Regions from separate parts of the Mus musculus genome. Here region 2 is linked to region 1. A link is a contact called in public Hi-C data. All regions are on one chromosome and are shown on one strand. Each heading gives the region's core, a stretch centred on a gene start, on an enhancer-like site or on the middle of the called end of the contact. The rest is flanking DNA. Distances are from core to core; before and after follow the strand shown.

The links. A called contact is a pair of places that touch in the nucleus more often than the background predicts.
Region 2: a contact with region 1 is called in a Hi-C map of liver, with 2.5 times the contacts expected there. The contact joins two enhancer-like sites. A contact is called at or near these places in 2 of 484 Hi-C or Micro-C datasets (female germline stem cells and liver), 1 of 115 datasets of contacts at active chromatin or transcription factors (pancreatic cancer cells) and 1 of 9 other capture datasets (pancreatic islet).

Annotation. Positions count from the first base shown.
Region 1 is chr14:65,887,731-65,892,790 of GRCm38.p6, forward strand. No RefSeq gene overlaps it. Among named protein-coding and RNA genes, the nearest start is that of Gm41181, 13 kb to the right of the region's middle. Within about 2 kb of position 3,036, at least 55 of the 459 cell types and tissues checked have an H3K27ac peak or open chromatin away from gene starts, as enhancers often do. A contact at or near this core is called in liver, where this site is marked.
Region 2 is chr14:66,080,408-66,085,467 of GRCm38.p6, forward strand. It overlaps Ephx2 (epoxide hydrolase 2, cytoplasmic), which reads right to left. Exons shown (of 19, transcript NM_007940.4): 17 at 4,889-4,969; 18 at 4,524-4,582; 19 at 3,965-4,353. The coding sequence ends at 4,275. Among named protein-coding and RNA genes, the nearest start is that of Adam2, 5.2 kb to the left of the region's middle. Within about 2 kb of position 2,509, at least 7 of the 459 cell types and tissues checked have an H3K27ac peak or open chromatin away from gene starts, as enhancers often do. A contact at or near this core is called in liver, where this site is marked.

The DNA.
Region 1 (5,060 bases), core at 1,786-4,285:
GTGGAGTGGGATGGGGGAGGATGCCCAAGCACAGGGAAGAAGAGAAATAGAGGAGGGGGGTGGTGGAAATGGACCCAGAAGCAGACATAGAAAGCACACCACATACAGGGACCTAAGCGATTTTACAGACTATACAATGATTTGCAACTAGAAGTACTAGCTTGAGACCCCTTCAGTCCACCCTAGGGTCTTTAATACTGACCCAAATGCAAGTGGCTGTGTGGGAGTGGGGGCACAGATATCATATCTGTTTGTAAAGGTCAGGACTGAGTCCTGAGAACCCTCGAGGTTCTTTGTGGCTGATGCCCCGAGTTCTTTCTCTCTTCTCTTCTCCCTTCCCCTCCAGCTTTGATTTCTCCCTCTCTTCCTCTCTCCCAATCTTTCTTTCTTCCTCCTATGGGGCTTGAGACAAGACCTCTAGCCAAGGCTGGCATCCACATCCAACATCTGGAGTGCTGGGATGCTGGGCTTTGTGTGAGCCAAGCAAACAATCTACAACTGACCCACATCCCCAACTAAGCTTCCCTTTTTCTTCCTTTCTGCTTCCCTTTCCCCTCTTCTTTCTCACCTTAGATAATACTGTCTAAGTTTGTGTCTTGTATTTGGCCAGCTCCTCATTCTACTGAGTGCTTGATGTCTAGTGTATCATTTCATCAAAAAACCCCTTCCCCTCTATTTTTGTTTAGGTCATTCTTGCTTCAACGTGAAGCAAGATAAGCAAAAGACAAAACAGAACACAACTGAGAACAGAGCAACAACTTATTTCACTGTTGATACTGACATACTGTCATATAGCCTGCCACATTTTTGTCTACAATCGGGCACTCCAAGATCTTCTAGGAGGCCAAGGTTGTAATCCTAGCATGCCGAAGGTGGAGGTAGTAGAATCAGGGGTTTAAGGTAACCCTGGGCTACCCAACAGAAATCCTGTTTCAAAACCATCAGGACTGGAGAGATGGCCCAGCAGTTAGAGCCCTGGCTGCTCTTACAGAGGATAACAATAGTCTGTAACGCCCAGTTTCACAGTATCCTAGGCCCCCTTCTGGCCTTTTCAGACACTGCATGCATGTGTTGCATATAACAGACATGCAAGACAAAGCAGTCATAACCATTTAAATAAAGAAAAACAAGAGCCAAACAACAGCAAAGCAAGCAAGCAACCAAACAAACCCAAGACTCTTGCACGCTAACCACGCTGCAACAGGATCCTTCTGCACATGTTTATTGGGAGAGCTTGATTGCAGAGGCGAAGAGACCCCGAGCCCAGAATTGGTGCTGCTTATATAGGCCTAGGAGAGTCCTGTCTCACACTTGGATTGGTTATGCACTAAGCCTCATTTGCATGTTCCTTATCTGATTGGCTACTCTCTCTTTGTACCTCACAGAGCCTCATTATCATACCTCATTTGCATGTCTCACATCTGATTGGTTATATTCCCAAAGCCTCATTATCATGCCCGGACCAGGCAGTGTCTTTGCAAAAAACTTTACTGCATATGTACACATTGGTTGTTTGTCCAAACTTATGCGTGGTGGCCAGCAGTAGTCAGTGCCACTCTGCAACGGCACATGTGGCTTCCCACACAAGAGGAACAAGGAGAGTGTCCGAAAGTGGAGGCCTAGGTTTGAAGGAGTAATGTGATCTTGGTTGACTCAGTTTCCCCGGCCTCACCTGGAAACAATCTTGGCAATGCCAGCTGGTAACCACGGCCATCGCATGCTGAGAGACTATGTTTTTGTCTCAAAGAAGCTTCTAGATGGTCTCCTTTTGCCAACACACAAAGGATAGACCTGGTTGCTGGGCCCACCCAGCCACCCCTCCCTTCCTCGGGCCTCACCCTAACCTTCTCCGTTTTCACCGTTTCTGCGGAGTCTTTGGAAATCTCTGCACTCTGACTTCCCCTCCATCTGTACCAACAAACTCAAAAGTGCTGCTCCAGCGCTCTCTGAATCCCCAGGGTGTCCTCAGCACAGAAATGGTGCATGCTGGGGCTTGTGGTGGCACCTAGGGAAGGGGATGGGAGGCGCCCTCCTCTGGCTGGGGGATGATTTTTCTCTTGGACTTTCCTGGCCTAGTTTCCGTGGCCCTGTGCTCAGGTCCCAGGGCCAGGGCTATGGGCGGGGGCAACCTTTAGGCTCCCAGCAGGAAGGCTTTCAAGTGGATGCCAGCTGGCCTCAGGGGTGCGGGTGCCTTGGGCCTGGCACGGCCAGAGTGGGAGCTGCAGTGAGAAAAACACTGTTGGAGAGCTGCCTGGTGGGAAGGGCAACAAGAGTAAGTAGACCTAAGGGTCCCAGCGCCGGCATAGGCAGAGATCAGAAAGGCCATCATGCCACCGTGCAAAGGAGTCAACTGGCTTATTTCATCCAAAAAGAGTCACTGCAGAGGCAGGAGGAACATTCTGCCTGCCCAGGTGGAAAACAGCTTCTGAAGGCTGCCTTAGTCCCCACCCCAGGCTCAGAAGCCTAATCAGGTCAAGCAGGCTCCCTGGCCAAACACACTGGCATTGTTCAAAGTCACTACCTTCCCCCTCCTGTCCCTAATCCCCACAGAGAGCACAGTTCTGACAAAGGAGGGCCCGAGGGACAGGGCTGGGAGGACAGAGGTCCAGGGTCCCAAGGAAGCAAGGGCGCTCACCAGCCTTTCTCTCTCTCCAGCTGGTTGTTTTCTATCCCAAGCTGCCAGCCCTGGCAAAGCGAGGGCTGTTTTTGTTAGCTTATGGGCACTTGAGCAAACCGCCCCGAAAGGTCAGTCCTGGTCCCAGGCGGCCTGGGACCGGGCAGCCTATTTGGGAGGTGTGGAGAGAAAGGAAACTACGCCCCCCCCACCTCCCCACCCCCGCCCCCAGATGACTTCATTGGAGCGGGAAATGAGCGGGCAAGTGGAGGGAGGCTGTTTCTGGAATACTCTGGCTACCCTATAATATTTAAATAGGGCTGAGGTCAGCAGTTTATCTGCTTTCTCAAGCCCTGGGGCAAACCTGGGTGAGCCTTGGTTTGCAAAGAGATCAACCAGTCACTGCCGTAGGCTTCCTGACCCCTACTCAGCCCTGGCCACCGGAAGTTGACCTTTGAGGTCTATTCTAGGCTTTGGGCAAACATTACTGAGCATACATCACATGCCTGTTGCCCAATCTAGAGGTGGAGGCAGAAGCAGTAAGGGGTTCCGCAGATGATAGCCAGCCCTCCAACTTGCTTGGGACTTTCCCAGTTTTGAGCCAGAACATGTTCTATCTATGGAGGCTCAGGAAACCACTTAGCTCTGGGCAGGACTTGGAGAGTTGCTCATGGAACTTTAGAAGGTCCTGATAAGTGAAGCCATATGCCAAGGAGTGAATGCAGACATGGGAATTGATTGGAAGGAGGCAGAAGCCCTCCTGGAAGGGAGGTGTCTACTGGCTTCCTCTGCTTGTAAGGTTCTTTCGTGTTTGTGTATGAGGAGCTGGGATGTAGCTTGCTTAGCATTCGTGAACTCTGTGATCCCTGAGGCACTCCATACACCAGAATTGGTGGCACGTGCCTGTAATCCCAGCACACCCCCCACGAGGATCTGAAGTTCAAGGTCAGCTACAAAGTGAGTTAGAGACCAGCCCAGGCTACAGACCCTGTCTCATAAAAGCAAAAGCAAAACCAACCAAACAAAAAATACCAACCCAAAACAACATAGATCGCAAACACTAACAACAACAGATGTTTAAAATTTCTCTCAGACATTTGTAAAAAGGTCATATATATCCCTATTATTTCATTCTCTCTGTTTTATGTAATTGTTTCTTGGCTACTTAATATTCCTAATTTCTGCTTTTAGTATATATAGCCTAGCAAAGAATGTGTCCTACATTGTAACACTGGTAAATTAATTTACTACTTTTTTTCTGGTAAATCTCTTATGATTTTTCTATATTTGTCTATGAGGTCTATGAATAAAGACATTTTGCCTCTGCTTTTCCAAGATTTAGTTGCTAATCTGGTGTCTTCAGAAATGATTTCCAAGTAAACATTGAACAGAAGTGGAGATGAAAGTATTACGTCATTCTTCGTTTTAGAGGAAAAAATTCCTCTCACTACTGAGTATATGATTAGCAATAGACTTAAAAATATAAATTAATGTTCTTCATAAGTTGAAAGATTTCCCTCTATTTATAATTTGCTTTTTATATTCCAAGGTTTTTTTTTTTTTTTTTTTTTTGAGCCTTGTCAAATGATTTTCTATTGGAATGGCTATGTAGTTTTTCTCCTCTGTTTTGCCAGAGTGGTGAATGATAGCAACTGGTTTTCAAATGTCAAAGCAGTATTACATTCCTGGAATCCACCCTACTTAATAACTGTTAATTTACTATTTAATAAATTCTATTACAAAGTTCTTTTTTTTTTAAAAGATTTATTTATTTATTATATGTAAGTACACTGTAGCTGTCTTCAGACACTCCAGAAGAGGGCATCGGATCTTGTTACAGATGGTTGTGAGCCACCATGTGGTTGCTGGGATTTGAACTCCAGACCTCTGGAAGAGCAGTCGGGTGCTCTAACCCACTGAGCCATCTCACCAGCCCTATTACAAAGTTCTTAATGGCATTTGTCTGCAAATTGTTTTCTTTACTTTTTTTTAAAATTCATTCACTTTACATCCCCATCACTGTCCTTTCTCCCAGTCCCCTTCCCATAGCCTCTCTCCCCATCCTCCTCCCCTTCTCCTCTGAGAGAGTAGAGACCTTCCCTGGGTATCCCCCAACCCTGTCACATCAAGTCTCTGCAGAGCTACTCGATTCTTCTCCCACTGAGGCCAGACAAGGTAGTCGAAGTCAGGGGAGTGGATTCCACAGACAGGCAACTGCTTTAGGGACAGCCCCTGCTCCAGTTGTTTGGTACCCACATTCCATATGTGCAGGGGGTTCTAGGTTCGGCTGGTGTATTCTCTTTGGTTGGTGGTTCAGTCTCTGAGAGCTCCTGAGAGTCCAGGTTAGTTGACTCCGTTGGTCTTCCTGTGGATTCCTATCCCATCAGGGGCCCTGAATCCTTCCCTCAACTCTCCATAAGAATCCCCAAGCTCTGTCCACTGTTTG
Region 2 (5,060 bases), core at 1,259-3,758, 190 kb after region 1:
AATGTGGATGTTTTGTTACTTTTTGCTAGTATTTTATTGAGGTTTTTTTTTTCATATCTGTGTTCATTAGGGTTATCGGTCTTTAGTTTTTGTTATGTCTTTGTTAGCTTCTGTTATCAGGGTAGTTAATGCTGATCTCGTTGGATGAGTCTGGAGACTTCCCCGATGTCACTTATGTTTGATAGTTTAATGGCTGATACTAGTATTTTTAAAAGTTGGAGCTGGGCAGTGGTGGCACGCCTTTAATCCTAGTACTTTGGAGGCAGAGGCAGGTGGATTTCTGAGTTTGAGGCCAGGTTGGTCTACAGAGTGACCAGTACAGCCAGGGCTACACAGAGAAACCCTGTCTCAAAAAACAAAAACAAACAAACAAACAAAAACCCAACAACAAACAAACAAAAAAAGTCAGGATAGGTGTCAGCAGCAAAGCTACTTGGTACTGGCCTTTCTCACTGGGCAGGTTCTTACTATTGATTTGAAACCATTGCTTGTTGTTAGCCTCCTCAGGTTTCCTGCTTCTTCAGGGTTTTTTCTGGGTTGCTGCTGTCTCTAGTTTATTCACACCCCCTTCTGGCTTATTGTTCTATAATTGTTCTTGCAGCCTCTCATGCTTTCTTATCTCTGTGGAGTACCAGTTACTCAACGTCTTTTGGGTCCCTGAGTCGTCGGTTGAGTGTTTTACCCACCTCTTATTCCAACTAAGAGCTTGTCAATCTTGTTTCTCCGAAAGACGTCTTTTGTCATTGATCCATTGAATGTGGTTTTTTTATTGTTGTTGTTGTTTTGTTTTTGTTTTTGTTTTTTAAGTCTTAACCACCTTCTTCTTCTTCTTCTTCTTCTTCTTCTTCTTCTTCTTCTTCTTCTTCTTCTTCTTCTTCTTCTTCTTCTTCTTCTTCTTTCTTCTTCTTCTTCTTCCTTCTTCTTCTTCTTCTTCTTCCTTCTTCTTCTTCTTCTTCTTCTTCTTCTTCTTCTTCTTCTTCTTCTTCTTCTTCTTCTTCTTTCTTCTTCCTCTTCCTCTTCCTCTTCCTCTTCCTCTTCCTCCTCCTCTTCCTCCTCCTCCTCCTCCTCCTCTTCTTCTTCTTCCTTCTTCTTCTTCTTCTTCTTCTTCTTCTTCTTCTTCTTCTTCTTCTTCTTCTTCTTCTTCTTCTTCTTTCTTCTTCCTCCTCCTCTTCCTCCTCTTCCTCCTCCTCCTCCTCCTCTTCCTCCTCCTCCTCCTTCTCCTCCTCCTCCTCCTCCTCCTCCTCCTCCTCCTCCTCCTCCTCCTCCTCCTCCTCTTCCTCCTCCTCCTCCTTCTCCTCCTCCTTCTTCTTCTTCTTCTTGGTTTTTCGAGACAGGGTTTCTCTGTATAGCCCTGGCTGTCCTGGAACTCGTATCTGGTTGTAATTATAACCTTTGGCCAGTATAACCTTACATCCACAGACCCCTACATATAGCTGTTCTTATGACACTTAGAAACTCTGTCTTCATACACATAGGTTTCAGTGTGTATTCTCTTTTTTATTAATATGCTGCTGATAATATTGGTATGAGCAATATACCAATTAGCTTATCAATTCTCAAGGCCTTAAACCATGGGTTCATCATGCTTTAAGAAAGACAGCAATAGCTTTTTCTCTGTCAGTCTAATAGATCCGCCTTGAAGAGGGTACTTTCTCTTGGAAATAAAATGATATGAGTCATCTCAGCTCACAAAGGTGGCACCATTCCCTTCCCCAGGTACGGATATGGGGCTGCCTTGCCTCTTCCAAGAGAAGAGGAGGGTACTAAACTGACTATTTACACCCTCAGTAGGAACAAAATAAGACTATCACTTTAGGGGCTGGAGAGATGGCTCAGCTCAGCAGTTGAAGAACACTGGCTCTTAACCTCTTCCAAAGGTCTGAGTTCAATTCTCAGCACAACCACATGGTGGATCAGGACCATCCATAATGGGATTGGATGCCCTCTTCTGGCGTCCGGGTGTACATGCAGACAGAGCACTCATACATAAACTAAATAAATCATTTTTTTTTTTAAAAAAAGGATTATTGTTTTTATTTCTTTTTCTTCTCTTCATTTTAGATGACCATTTTTATTCTAATGTAAGAATGAATGAATTGGTATGGATTTGGGTGGGTGGGGAAATGGGGAGGATGGGAGGTGTTGAGGGAAGGAAAACTGTAATATAAATATATTGTATAAAAGTAAATTTTAATAAAAAATTATTTCCTCTATGACTAAAAAGAGAGACTATTGTTTTATAGTTAAAAAAAAACTTTGGAAAGATTCCAAGCAAATCTACTTAAATACTGCACCTGAGCCATATTTAACTGCTCTTTGCCCAGTTAAGCCAAAGCCACAGCAGTTTATCAGTAGCTCAATGTTCCCCAGAGCTGATCATCTGGACAAGATGAAATTTTCTTACATAACCTAGAGTCCTTTGCCCATCCGACATCACTTATGACCTTTGCCCATCCAACATCACTTATGACCTTTGCCCATCCAACATCACTTATGACCTTCAACCTTGCAAGCCTGCTTGTGTGTTTGTTTTGTTTTTGCAATGCTATGGGCCTGACTCACTGGGCTCTGTCGTACCCGAGGCACCCTGCTGGTTTGGGGGAACCTTCTCATAGTTTTCCTTACAGATGAGCTTGCATAGATCTAGCTAGGAAAATGCTGTTTTCTGTCCATATACATATTCTGCCAGGTCTCATGTTTGTCTGGCAAATAAGCCCTTCAATCTTATGGTCCAGAAGGATGAAGGTGATCCTGGTGTCACTGAATCTAAAGCCCTCCAAGGTCTTGTCTTAGTATAAACAAGGGTCCTCACAGGTACCTGACTATAGATGTCCCTCCATGGATCTCCTAGTCTAGATATATACATATACATATACATATACATATACATTAAACACTATACCACACACACACACACACACACACACACAGAGAGAGAGAGAGAGAGAGAGAGAGAGAGAGAGAGAGAGAGAGAGAGAGAGCTATGTAGAGATATATACCACACACTGATCACCACCACCACCACCTGACTATTAGGTATTATTAGGTATCATTTATGTTCTCTTTAAAGCAGTGGGAACTTAGGTACAGGACACTTCCTGAACTCATAGCAGGGAAGGAACACATCAGACACTGGCTGGTCTCCAGGTTTAGGAGGCAGATTCTCAATACAAAGAGCTCAGTCATTGGAACCAAAGGCTGAGGTCCCTGCTGGGTCAAGTTCCTTTGGACAGGTTATAAAAATGAGGAACTCCATCTGAAATGAGGGTATATATGCACGTGAATGTATGTGCATGTACCCAGCTTGGGCAGCAAGGAGAGAGGACATACCATTCAGACTGGGGCTTGGTTGAGGTGGCTGCTGGGAGACTCTGTAAGAGAGCATAGACAATTTGGGTGGAGGGTCAGGAGAGCCCATCTGGTGTGAGTGCAAGATTTGAGGATAGAAAAACTGGAGAGCAGCTATTATTAGGAGTCAAAGGGTGGTGAGCCAGGCTGGGTGGGTCTCAGAGCATGGTTTTAGTCTGTGTGAGTCTTTGAGGATCCAACGGGTGGTGTAGGCAGTTAGGAGGCTGCTTCTATGAGATTCTGGTTTCCAAAGCAGGAAAGAAGGCAGACAAGTGTAGAAGACAAGATCAATGAGACCTGAGGTCTCCCTAGATGTGACAAAGGAAAGGGTGTGTGTGTAAAGGGGGATAGAGGAGGAACAAAGCTAAATCAGCTTGAGACTGGTAGAGTGACAGATGAAATTCACGTCCTCTGACTCCATAGCAAGGTCAAGTCGAGTCTGCATCAGTAGCTGAGTGCATCAGAAACATTATGGACTGACCACCCACAGCATCCTTCAGGAAGGCTTCCCGGGCAGAGCTGGTCTAGGTTCCCTGGAGGCCCATGTGAGGCTTCTGTCCTTCAGGAAGCAGTGACCTCTCCAAGCAGTTGCCTGGCTTCTCAAGAACACAAGAAACTGGAGCCCTGAGGTTTAGCTTTATTGAATGAAAATCTTTACTCTCCAATCAGCTGCTTCAAAAAGAGCAGGCTTGGGTTTGGTTGCAAAGTTATAAACTGGACTGCCCCATACCTTCCTACTGGGGTGGGATCTCTTCTCTGATGGCACAGGCATACTCAAAAGAATTAGACACACACTCTCTTCCCGATCTAAAATTACATCTCATCCCATCATTTTCATTTAAAAGAAAATCACTGGCTGGCAAAAGAACGATGCTGGTACTTGTAGATCAGGCTGTGTTCCAGAAACTAAAATGTGTCCCCAGTGGCTAAATCTTGGAGGTCACTGATGGGTTCTGGACTTCAGTCTGCAGCCACTTGATGAGAATCTGGTTCACCTCAGTTGGTCTGGAAGGAAAAGAAGGGGCTCGTCACACTGTCTGACCCACTGTCCTCACCAAGGCAGGATGACCGAAAAGTCCTGGCAGACCTGAGCGGGGCAGAAGTAAGCCTGTAGTGCTCACAGGTCAGGTGACCAGGGAATTATACCCTCCTCATCGGGACCCCAGTCTCCTTACTTCTCTATCTGTGTCCAGTGACCACAGTCTTCAATGTGTCCCCTTTTCAGGAAAGGGATCTGAAAGAAAACCCCACGCAGGAAGATCAGCAGCAGAAAGCTAATAGGGCATGTTTGGGGTCAGAGCAGTGCACAGTAGAGACCGTCTGGGAGAGACTGTATGATTCCCATGGTCCATTTTTGGAGGACCCTTTTATTACTCAGGACAGGAATGAGAAATGACAGGGAGACCTTAGCAGTGTATGGAAAGGGAGGGAAGGTGGGTCAGGGCAGATCTTTACCTGACCCCCACCCAGCCTCATGGGGATGTCCTCCTCTGGGCATCTGTTCTCTTCTGATACCCACTGTGCAGGGTCAGGCCCTTACCCACTTTTCCATGTTCTTGGACATTTCAGGACGGAGTACAATGTCCTTCTCAGCTGTGACCATCAGGGCTGGGACCAAGATCTGGAGGAAACAGGTAGTAAGGGAATCTGGCACTCAGCTACCCTAATGCCATCTATGCCCAGGGAAGGATGTCTTGGGCACCCACCACTAA